Linked DNA regions of Sus scrofa: region 2 is linked to region 1. The links are chromatin contacts, called in public Hi-C maps. All regions are on one chromosome and are shown on one strand. Each heading gives the region's core, a stretch centred on a gene start, on an enhancer-like site or on the middle of the called end of the contact. The rest is flanking DNA. Distances are from core to core; before and after follow the strand shown.

Region 1 (4,076 bases), core at 869-3,368:
TACATGGTTGGGACACTCTACGTATCTGTCAGTATTCAATACACAAATAACAGCCACTGCCCTCTCTTAGATCTTTCCTCTGTGTGTTTGGTGTTTTGTGCTATAATGTAAAAATTGCCTTTTATACAGGAGATCTTATACTAATTCTATATATTTTTTAATGACTAAAACTTATTTTTATAATTATTGCCTCTTCTTTCTGCAAACCCTGGCCCTATACCCTTGCCCCCCTTACCATGATTCCTGGCTTCAGCTTCTTTACTGATGGCCGCCCAACTCCACCCCCATCCTTGTCTCAAGCCTCTCTTTGCACCCCATCAGTGTTCCCCCCAAGCCCACAGTGAGGGGAGGCTCTCCCACCCTCCCTCCTCAGCAGCTGCCACACAGCCTGGTTTTACTTCCTCAACCTCTTTCATCACCCGTATATGCCCCAGTGAGAGTCCGAGCTCCTTGTTTTTAATGTTATTGTTTTTATTATCAAAACTCCTAGTTCTCCTTTTGTCTCTTCCAATGAAGAAGAATGTGTCTTCATTGGCCCAAGTCTGTGGGGAGCCTGGGGCAGGGACATGAGGAAGTGGGTTCAGTGTCTGATTCTCCATCTCCTGTCTGAGCTTGTCAGCGCCTGGTGAAGTGCCCGGCAGGGGCACCCTGCTGGAGTAGCGAAGGCACAGCCGTGGGTGGGCTTGGTCTTTAAGTTTCTCCATTCCCACCTTTTGCTCCCCTTGTCCTCCTAGCCTCTGACCAGCTGGGCATATTCAGGGCAGCCCTGCTTCCATCCTCCAGGTTCTGTGTCGGGTTGCAAGTGGAGCTCTCCCTCCAAGCTTTTCACCTGCCCAGCCTAGTTTTCCAGCATCTGCTCACAGGTTCGGGCCACCTCATTGAGCTTGAGACGAGCATAGTCCACTCGCTTCAGGGCCATCTGACAGTCCTTCCTTGAAGAGTAACTGGAGCCCTCATGGGGCTGCCCTGTGGCCACCTACAGGACATTCAGATTGATCAATGAAGCACCCCTTCTCTTTCCCATCTCCACAATCAGGCATCAGGTGCATCAGGTCTCATTTTTTCCCAGAGTTTGAATTTGCTATGCCATATGGTAACTGGATTACCTGGGGGGCATCACTGAACTTCGCTTAGCCTCATTTGTAAAATGGGGATGACCATAACTACTTCCCCTAGAGTTAGGGGAAGTCAAATAGTTAAGTAGTTAGAGTTATAGGACTCGATAATGCAGAGTGTTTGGCACATTGTAAAAGTTTAGTAAATAGTGGGTGCTGCTATATTGATGTCAGACTCTTTCAATCCTGTTCCTCTGCTCAGGCGGTAGCCATCTGGGACCCCATACCCTTGATCAAGTTTCGAAGGGAAAATCCTGTGGCTTTGACACGGTTTACTCGCCCCCTCCCAGGGCTTTTCCATCCAATGGCTCAAGTGATGCAACTCCGTGACGCAGGCAGGGTCCGCCTTTAATCCTTTCCTTTTAGAGGAAAAGGCAGGCGCTGGAAGGGAGGGGCCCTGCCAAGGTCTTCCGGTCTGCTAGGTAAGGCGGGTCTTGCCTGATTTCCGAAGACAAAGCTAGGCCGGGAACCTCAGAAGGGTAAAGGCTAAAACAGAGAGCTGGGGGGAGGGAGGGCCACGGAGCACGTCCCACCACACACACACCTGCGTGAGATAGCGGATCTGAGCCGACAGCTCCGCCTCCACGTGCTGCACCGACGCCGTAAAGGCCGCTGCCTGTCGGTCTAGTAGCCGCTCATTGGTTTTTTCCTTGGACAGTTCTAAGATCACGGTACCTGTGGGATTGGAGAGAGACCTAGGGCGGGGATAGTACAGCCCCGCCCCAGGGGCAGCCCCACCTACTCCTGCTCGCTCCGCGCGCGCTTAGGATCCCTCCCAACCCGGCTCCCAGTCTCCGGTCGGCGCATGTGCACACAGTTGTTCTCGCTCCCGCTCCCCCTCCGGTCGTCGTATCTCGAACCTGCATTCTGAAGAATGGCTCCAATTTCCCGTTCGATGTCTTCTAGGGCGCGTAACCGCTCGTTCGCCAGGCTGTAGGTAGCCATTGTCACTCTGGGACAGGACTTTCTCCTTTTCCAAAATGCGACGGAAAAGTGTCCGGAAGTGGCTGTCGGTTTGCGCTTGCGCGGAAGGTGCTCGTTCGCTAACACTACAGCTCCCAGGATGCTCAGCGCGGTCTCGGCCTTCTCCGTTCTTCTGGCGAACTACAACTCCCAGGGGCTCCTGCGCGTGGTCAGGTCTGCCCCCGCATCGCTTAACCACCTGTGGTAAGAGGCAGAATCGAGATATTCCCCAGCCTGAGGCCATTCGAAGCTGTCCACTTTCACACTGCCTTGTGGTCTGTGTTTAATTTCTTCTACAAGAATTTACTGAGCGTCTTCTGGGTGGTAGGTGATGAGGGTGGGAGCTCTGGGGTATTCCAGACTGCGCAGCCGTGGACCCTCTGTCTGCCTATCCCACTCCGCCACCTATCGGGACCTGGGGAAAACTGAACTTGGTGAGTGGTCCTTATTCGCCCTAGCGCTTCCCCCACTTCTGGAGCCCAGCTGAAACAGACTGTCAGTATATTCTGAGAAAAGTTGGTCCATTTTCCCTCTCTGCCTATTATGGGGTTGACCCTGGCTACAGAGCTGAATGAGGTGGACGCTTAACGTGACAGTGGGATAGGTGTTTTATTAGAGATACGCCCAAGGGTGTATCTCTAGGAATACAGAGAAAGGATTCTGGAAGGAAATGCTGCTTTTACGGAGTCTTAAGGCTTAACCGGTGCGTGAGAGGTTGAAGTGGATGACGGAAAAGCCCAGGCAAGCGCGAGGTGCTGTGAAGGGGGCTGGAACATTAAGTAGGGCGTTCAGTTTAGGGTGAATGAGTGTGGTGGTGGGGAGGTGTGATGGGGAGACTGGGCTGGGGAGCCACATCGGGAAACAGCTTGCAGGCTAAGGAATCCTGACTTTATTTTGAAGGCATTTGGAGCCTTTGAAGGATTTTCAAGAAGGGTGCTCTGACCAGCTTTACCTTTTAAGAAAGATCAATCTCGAAAGTTTATGGAAAATTGAGAATGAAGCCAGTTTGCACAGGGTGAGCAAACGAATGGGAGACTTTCAGTTAAACTTCACTTCTTTCTTAAATCCTAATAAAATAGCAATAAGGGGATTTTATAAAGGGGTCCAGGAGAAAGAGAGAGGAGTTAATAGCAAAGCTTTAGATAGAAATCGGAAGGCAGAAGGGTACATGGTAACTGACTTGGCAGTGAAGTGGTAACTAAGCCAGCAGTGAAGAAAGCTTAGAACCAGCCTGATGTACCCTTAAATCGGTGGCACACAGCAGTATATCTGGGCTGTAGGTAGTATTAAAATTAGGAGGATAATTTGAAGTAGTTAGACGCCCCCCCCCATCCCCTCCTTTACTTCATATATCTTGGACACTACTCATCAGATTGCTGGAAGTTTCTTTGTTGGAGTTGGAAGACAGAGAGTCTTTGGCATGGAGGGCACCTGGGCCCGAGTGTGTTGAAAACAGAGATTAAGTGAAAGTTTAACTAGTGGTAGTTTCTAGAACTCTGGAAACCAGACTTATACCTTCTATGTAAGAGACTAGAAGACTCTCATCGGGAGAATTTGACTATTCAGAGAAAAGACCCAAGCGTAACGTCAGCGGTTCTCCAGGCAGTTAGCCGGTTTGCCCCATAGTGAAACCTATAGTTGATAAGTCCCAACTGTGTCCATAGATCTAATCACCCTCTTAGCCCCTCACCCTTAAAAATGAGCAGACATAAGACAAAGGATTTGATGAAACTTTCTAACATGAAAGGCAGAGGCCAAAATAAACAGGAAGAAACAACAACAGCAAATAACCCCTTAAATAATATAGATTAAAACTTAAGGGGAGTTCCTGTCATGGCTCGGTGGTTAATGAATCTGACTAGGAACCATGAGGTTGCGGGTTCGATCCCTGGCCTTGCTCTGTGGGTTAAGGATCCGGCGTTGCCGTGAGCTGTGGTGTAGGTCACTGATGTGGCATGAATCCTGCGTTGCTATGGCTCTGGTGTAGGCCGGTGGCTA
Region 2 (4,076 bases), core at 814-3,313, 130 kb before region 1:
CCTCCAGCACGTCCATCTGCTGGAAGCGGCGGCGCCCGATGAGCCCGTACACCTTGCCCTGCCCGCTGCGGTCCAGCAGCATCAGCCCGTTCTCCGTGCCCACCAGCAGGTTGACCCCTGCAACAGGAGCCCTTGGGCAGATGAGAGGCAGAGCCGGGCCCTCGCCTGAGCTCGAGAGCGGGGCGCAGCAGGCCCCTTGTGTGCCTCCCCGCCCGGGCTCACCCCAAAGGGCCGCACAGAGGATCTCGGAGTTGAACCGCTTCTTGTACTTCCGGATCTCGGGGGTCTCGCTGTGGGCCCGGGTGGTGGTGGGGTTCACGTTGACCACAGAGCCTTTCCTCACGTCCAACTGGAGCTGGTCGAGCCGGCCGCCCTCTCCACCCAGCAGGGCTGCCAGGGGGAGGAGCAGGAGCGGGCAGTGGGCTGCAGGCCTCTCTCCCCGCCTCCCCCGCCCACCCTGGGCTGGGATCCTGAGTCCTTGGAGACAGCAGGGAAGGCTCGAGAGCGGCGGTGCCAGGGGAGCTGAACTAGAGCCAGAAGGCCTGGCAGAGGCCTTGATCTGAGCATTTTACCTCTTGGATCAAGGGGGCCCCGGAAGCCTTTGCTGCCTGGGTGCCAGGGCAGGGGCTCAGGCCACAGGGGCGGCCGTGACGCTGCGTCCCCAGAGGCCCAGCCATGCCCCGCTCCAGACCTCCTGTCCTCACCTGTGATGGGGATGGTATCCCCACTGCCTCCGGACTGGTAGATCCCCAGGTCCACAAACATGGTAAACGAGCTCTGGCCCGGGGCCTTCACCAGCCCACGAGACTGGTACTATGGGGGCGGGGGGGAGGGGAGTGGTGAGGCAAATGTGCCAGGCCCCAGCTCACGTCCCTCCTATAGTGCCCTGGGCACTCAGCTCCCGGGGCCTCCACCCTGCCGACCACAGTGCCCAGCACCCGGGGTCTCCCCCAGGGTCTCCCGCCCACGGCAGGCCAGTGACCTGTCCTCGCCCGCGGAGCTGCCTTCACCCACTCACGTCACTGCCGCCATCCTTCAAGGGGGGGCTTTGGCCTTTGCTGCTCTCAGTGGGCGAGTGGCTGGGCTGGACCACGTCTGGCAGGTTCGTGTAGCCGTTGCTGTCGGCGTGTAGCAGGCTTCGCTCCTCTTCCGGGGTCTAGAGGAACACAGGGCAAGCGGCCAGTGCTGGGGCCAGGGAGGCGCAGGGCAGGCGGGGGGAGAAGGGGCGGGGGGCCCACTCACACGCTGGACCACCATGGTGCCGCCCCCGTAGGGAGTCTGGGTCCCGGCCACCTCCTCCACGTCGTGGACCACCATGGTGCTGACGCTGTCGGTGTCGCCGTCGCTGGGGTGGGAGAGCGCGAGGTCAGGGGCCCTCCCGGCCCTGCCTGCCACCTGAGTGCCCCTGGGAGCAGACAAGAGCCTGCGGGGTCTATTCAGAACATGACGCCCTCAGTCGTCACGGGCAGGGCCCTCAGGGAGGGCTGGCCGTGCAGGGGCACCTGATGAGATCAACTGGCCGAACAGTGAGACACAGATGGAGACACCAGCCCCAGCCCTGTACCCCCTTCTCCAGGGAAGGGGAGAAAACGTGACCGCAGGGACAGCCGGGTGCCTCACATTCCCCTAGACCACCCCTGCTCCGGGGTCTCCCTTGCAAGTGCCCCCGCACCCCGAGACGCCCCCATACCGGGCCCCGGGGGTGTCTCTGCTCCCCTGGGAAGGCTCGCCGTTGCTCTCCTCCTCATCGTCCTCGCTGCTCTCCACCTCCTCGCTGGACGAGGAGTAGTCCATGGCCTTCTTGGGAGGCCGGGGGGCCTCGTCCAGAGTCCGCTCTTTGAGCAGCACGAAGTCCTGTGGGGAGAAGCGGCGTGAGGGGAGGTGGCAGTGGGACCCCCGGATGCGGGGGGGCCAGTGGAACGGAGGGGCCCCCACGAGCAAGCAGGCCCCTTCTCACTAACCTCACCAATGGCGCGCTTATAGCTCTGGGAGGGGCCGCGGGGGGAGAAGGGCAGCCAGGAGGAGGCAGGAGAAAGGAAGACAGGTTAGTAACCGAGACAGACCGCCGTCCTGTTGGCCCCCAGGCCCCATGGCACAGGTTAAGGCAGGCCCCGCCCGGGCACCCAGCGCCCTGGGCTGAGAGGCGCATCTGGCCCCCATGACTTACTGCGGGCCTGCCGGGCCGCGAGCGGTGGTCATCAGGCTTGGCTTTGTTGCCAGGGGAGAGCACGGGCGAGCTGTCCAGTTTGGAGGAGGCTAAGACGTGCCAGGGTGGGGGAGGGGAGGTCAGCGACACCCGCTCAAGGGGTGGCCTCGAGCCCATCCTGGTTTCACGCCCCCACACGGCCCCCAGGCAGTCCAAAGCTGCCAGAGTGCACGAGAGGCTGCCCCAGGCTGGGCCACGTACCTCCCACACGGTTCCGCTCCAGCGAGCCAGCCTGGGGGAGGTGCCCGTGCGAGGCGGGCAGGACGCTGTCCGAGCGCTCCCAGCCAGGGTCGCTCCTCCTGAGGTCAGGGTTACTATGGGATGGAGGGGGGCGCAGAGGCAGGGTCAGGGAGATGGAGTGTCCCGGCCCCAAGATGCTAAGCTGCCCCGCCGAGAGAGCCACCACCAGGGGGAGGCAGGTGGCAGAAGTGGGGGTGGGAGTGAGCAAGAGGGGGGGGCACAACTCCATTACCTACAGGCGCTGGGCGGGCCAGGGGGCTGAGCAGGGGGCCCTGGAGGCTTGGGGGTGCCCCGCTCTGCCCGCCTTTGCAGGTAGATTTGCCAGGCGGAGTTGCTGCGAGGTCTGCGGAGGGAGCACAGGGGTGCGCGGGGGCGGGCAGGGAGGGGCTGAGGTGACTGGGTTGGGGCCTGCCCTCCCTGAGCGGGAACCTGGCCGACTTCCCTCTGCCCCCCGCCCCACTGGCTCCCTAGGCTGCCGCCCGCCCCGCCCCAGGCGGTACCTGGCGCGGACAGCCTGGGCCGGCCGGGCCCCTCGGGCCCCACTGGTGTTAAGGGCAGTGGCGATGGAGGAGGTTCTCTGCGGCACCTGCGGGAGAAGGGAGGGGTCGGTGCTCCGTCCTCACGGCCACCCGGATGGAGAAGCGAACGGACAGGCGGGAGGCTTATGAATCCGTCTAAGACCTCAACGCTGGGCAACCGCAGAGCTGGGATCTAACTGAGCCCGGTCGCTGCGGCCCCCTCGCTCCCTGGGCACGTCCATTCCCCTCTCGGCGCCGAGACACCCGGACTCGCTTACGCGCCGCCCTGCCCACCGGACGTCAGGGCAAGGCCCCGCGCAGGCCGGGCCCTTCTCCTCTGCCGGCGGCCCCCTGGGCCTCCAGTCCCTCCGCAGTGCTTTCTCTGCCCTTCCCTGGCTCTGCGGGGCTGTCCTTACCTTGGGAGGGGCCTCGTTGTCAGGCCGGACCCAGGCTGGAGGGCTGGGGCTGGGGCCAGGCCCTTCGGAAGTGGGGTCTGAGTTCTGGCGGATGACAGCTCCTCGGGCACTGGGCGTGGCAGTGGGGGCGGGGACGGCGGGGTCGGGGTCGTGGGCCGCTGGGAAGGCAGCCAGGTTTCGGGTGGGCTGGTCCTGCAGGGACTGGGATCGGGGTACAGGCGCTGCATATGGCTTCAGTGGGACCCGGTGTGCCACCAGGCTCTGCGGGGAGAGACCAGGGAGGGTGGGCTGCCTGCTTTGTGGCATGTCCCCACCTGGGAGCTGGGGGCCTGGGCTGCAAGGAAGGGGCGAGTCAAGCCTCTGACTTCCAACTATCCATGGAAAGAGGCTCGGAGAGCCTGAGAAGAGGCAGAAACAGACACGGCCCACGTTTCCGAGGTCTGTGATCCCTGGCTGGGGGTGTGTGCTCCTGTGCACACGAGCGTGTACACACACATTCACGATGCGCCTGTGCCGAGTGAGGCCCCCTGGTGTCCGTGGAGAGACTCACCTTGTGCGGTCCCTCCTGGGGCTCCACCGGCCTCTGCATAGGAGGAGTCTGGGAAAGGGGGCCTGGGGGCCCAGGGGAGGCCTGGGGGCCCGGGGGCTCAGGCCCCGAGCTGCCTGGCTTGGTCTTGGCCAGGGGAGAGTTCTGCT

The links. Hi-C and Micro-C count contacts between places; a contact is called where the count stands out from the background.
Region 2: a contact with region 1 is called in a Hi-C map of omental adipose tissue, with 2.7 times the contacts expected there. The contact joins the enhancer-like site here to the promoter of MED11 in region 1. A contact is called at or near these places in 2 of 5 promoter capture datasets (fetal skeletal muscle and liver), 12 of 47 Hi-C or Micro-C datasets (adipose tissue, alveolar macrophages, blood and 8 more) and 2 of 2 datasets of contacts at active chromatin or transcription factors (alveolar macrophages and skeletal muscle).

What each region holds. Positions count from the first base shown.
Region 1 is chr12:52,150,085-52,154,160 of Sscrofa11.1, forward strand. MED11 (mediator complex subunit 11) reads right to left here and starts at 2,119. Exons shown (of 3, transcript NM_001244823.1): 1 at 1,976-2,119; 2 at 1,660-1,790; 3 at 454-976. The coding sequence starts at 2,060. The coding sequence ends at 839. It also overlaps a transcript of CXCL16 not described here.
Region 2 is chr12:52,018,693-52,022,768 of Sscrofa11.1, forward strand. It overlaps MINK1 (misshapen-like kinase 1), which reads right to left. Exons shown (of 32, transcript XM_021067776.1): 15 at 3,931-4,076; 16 at 3,381-3,641; 17 at 2,947-3,032; 18 at 2,679-2,789; 19 at 2,408-2,520; 20 at 2,168-2,256; 21 at 1,691-1,854; 22 at 1,243-1,345; 23 at 1,019-1,156; 24 at 705-813; 25 at 223-390; 26 at 1-117. Among named protein-coding and RNA genes, the nearest start is that of CHRNE, 21 kb to the left of the region's middle. Within about 2 kb of position 2,064, at least 1 of the 83 cell types and tissues checked has an H3K27ac peak or open chromatin away from gene starts, as enhancers often do. A contact at or near this core is called in omental adipose tissue, where this site is marked.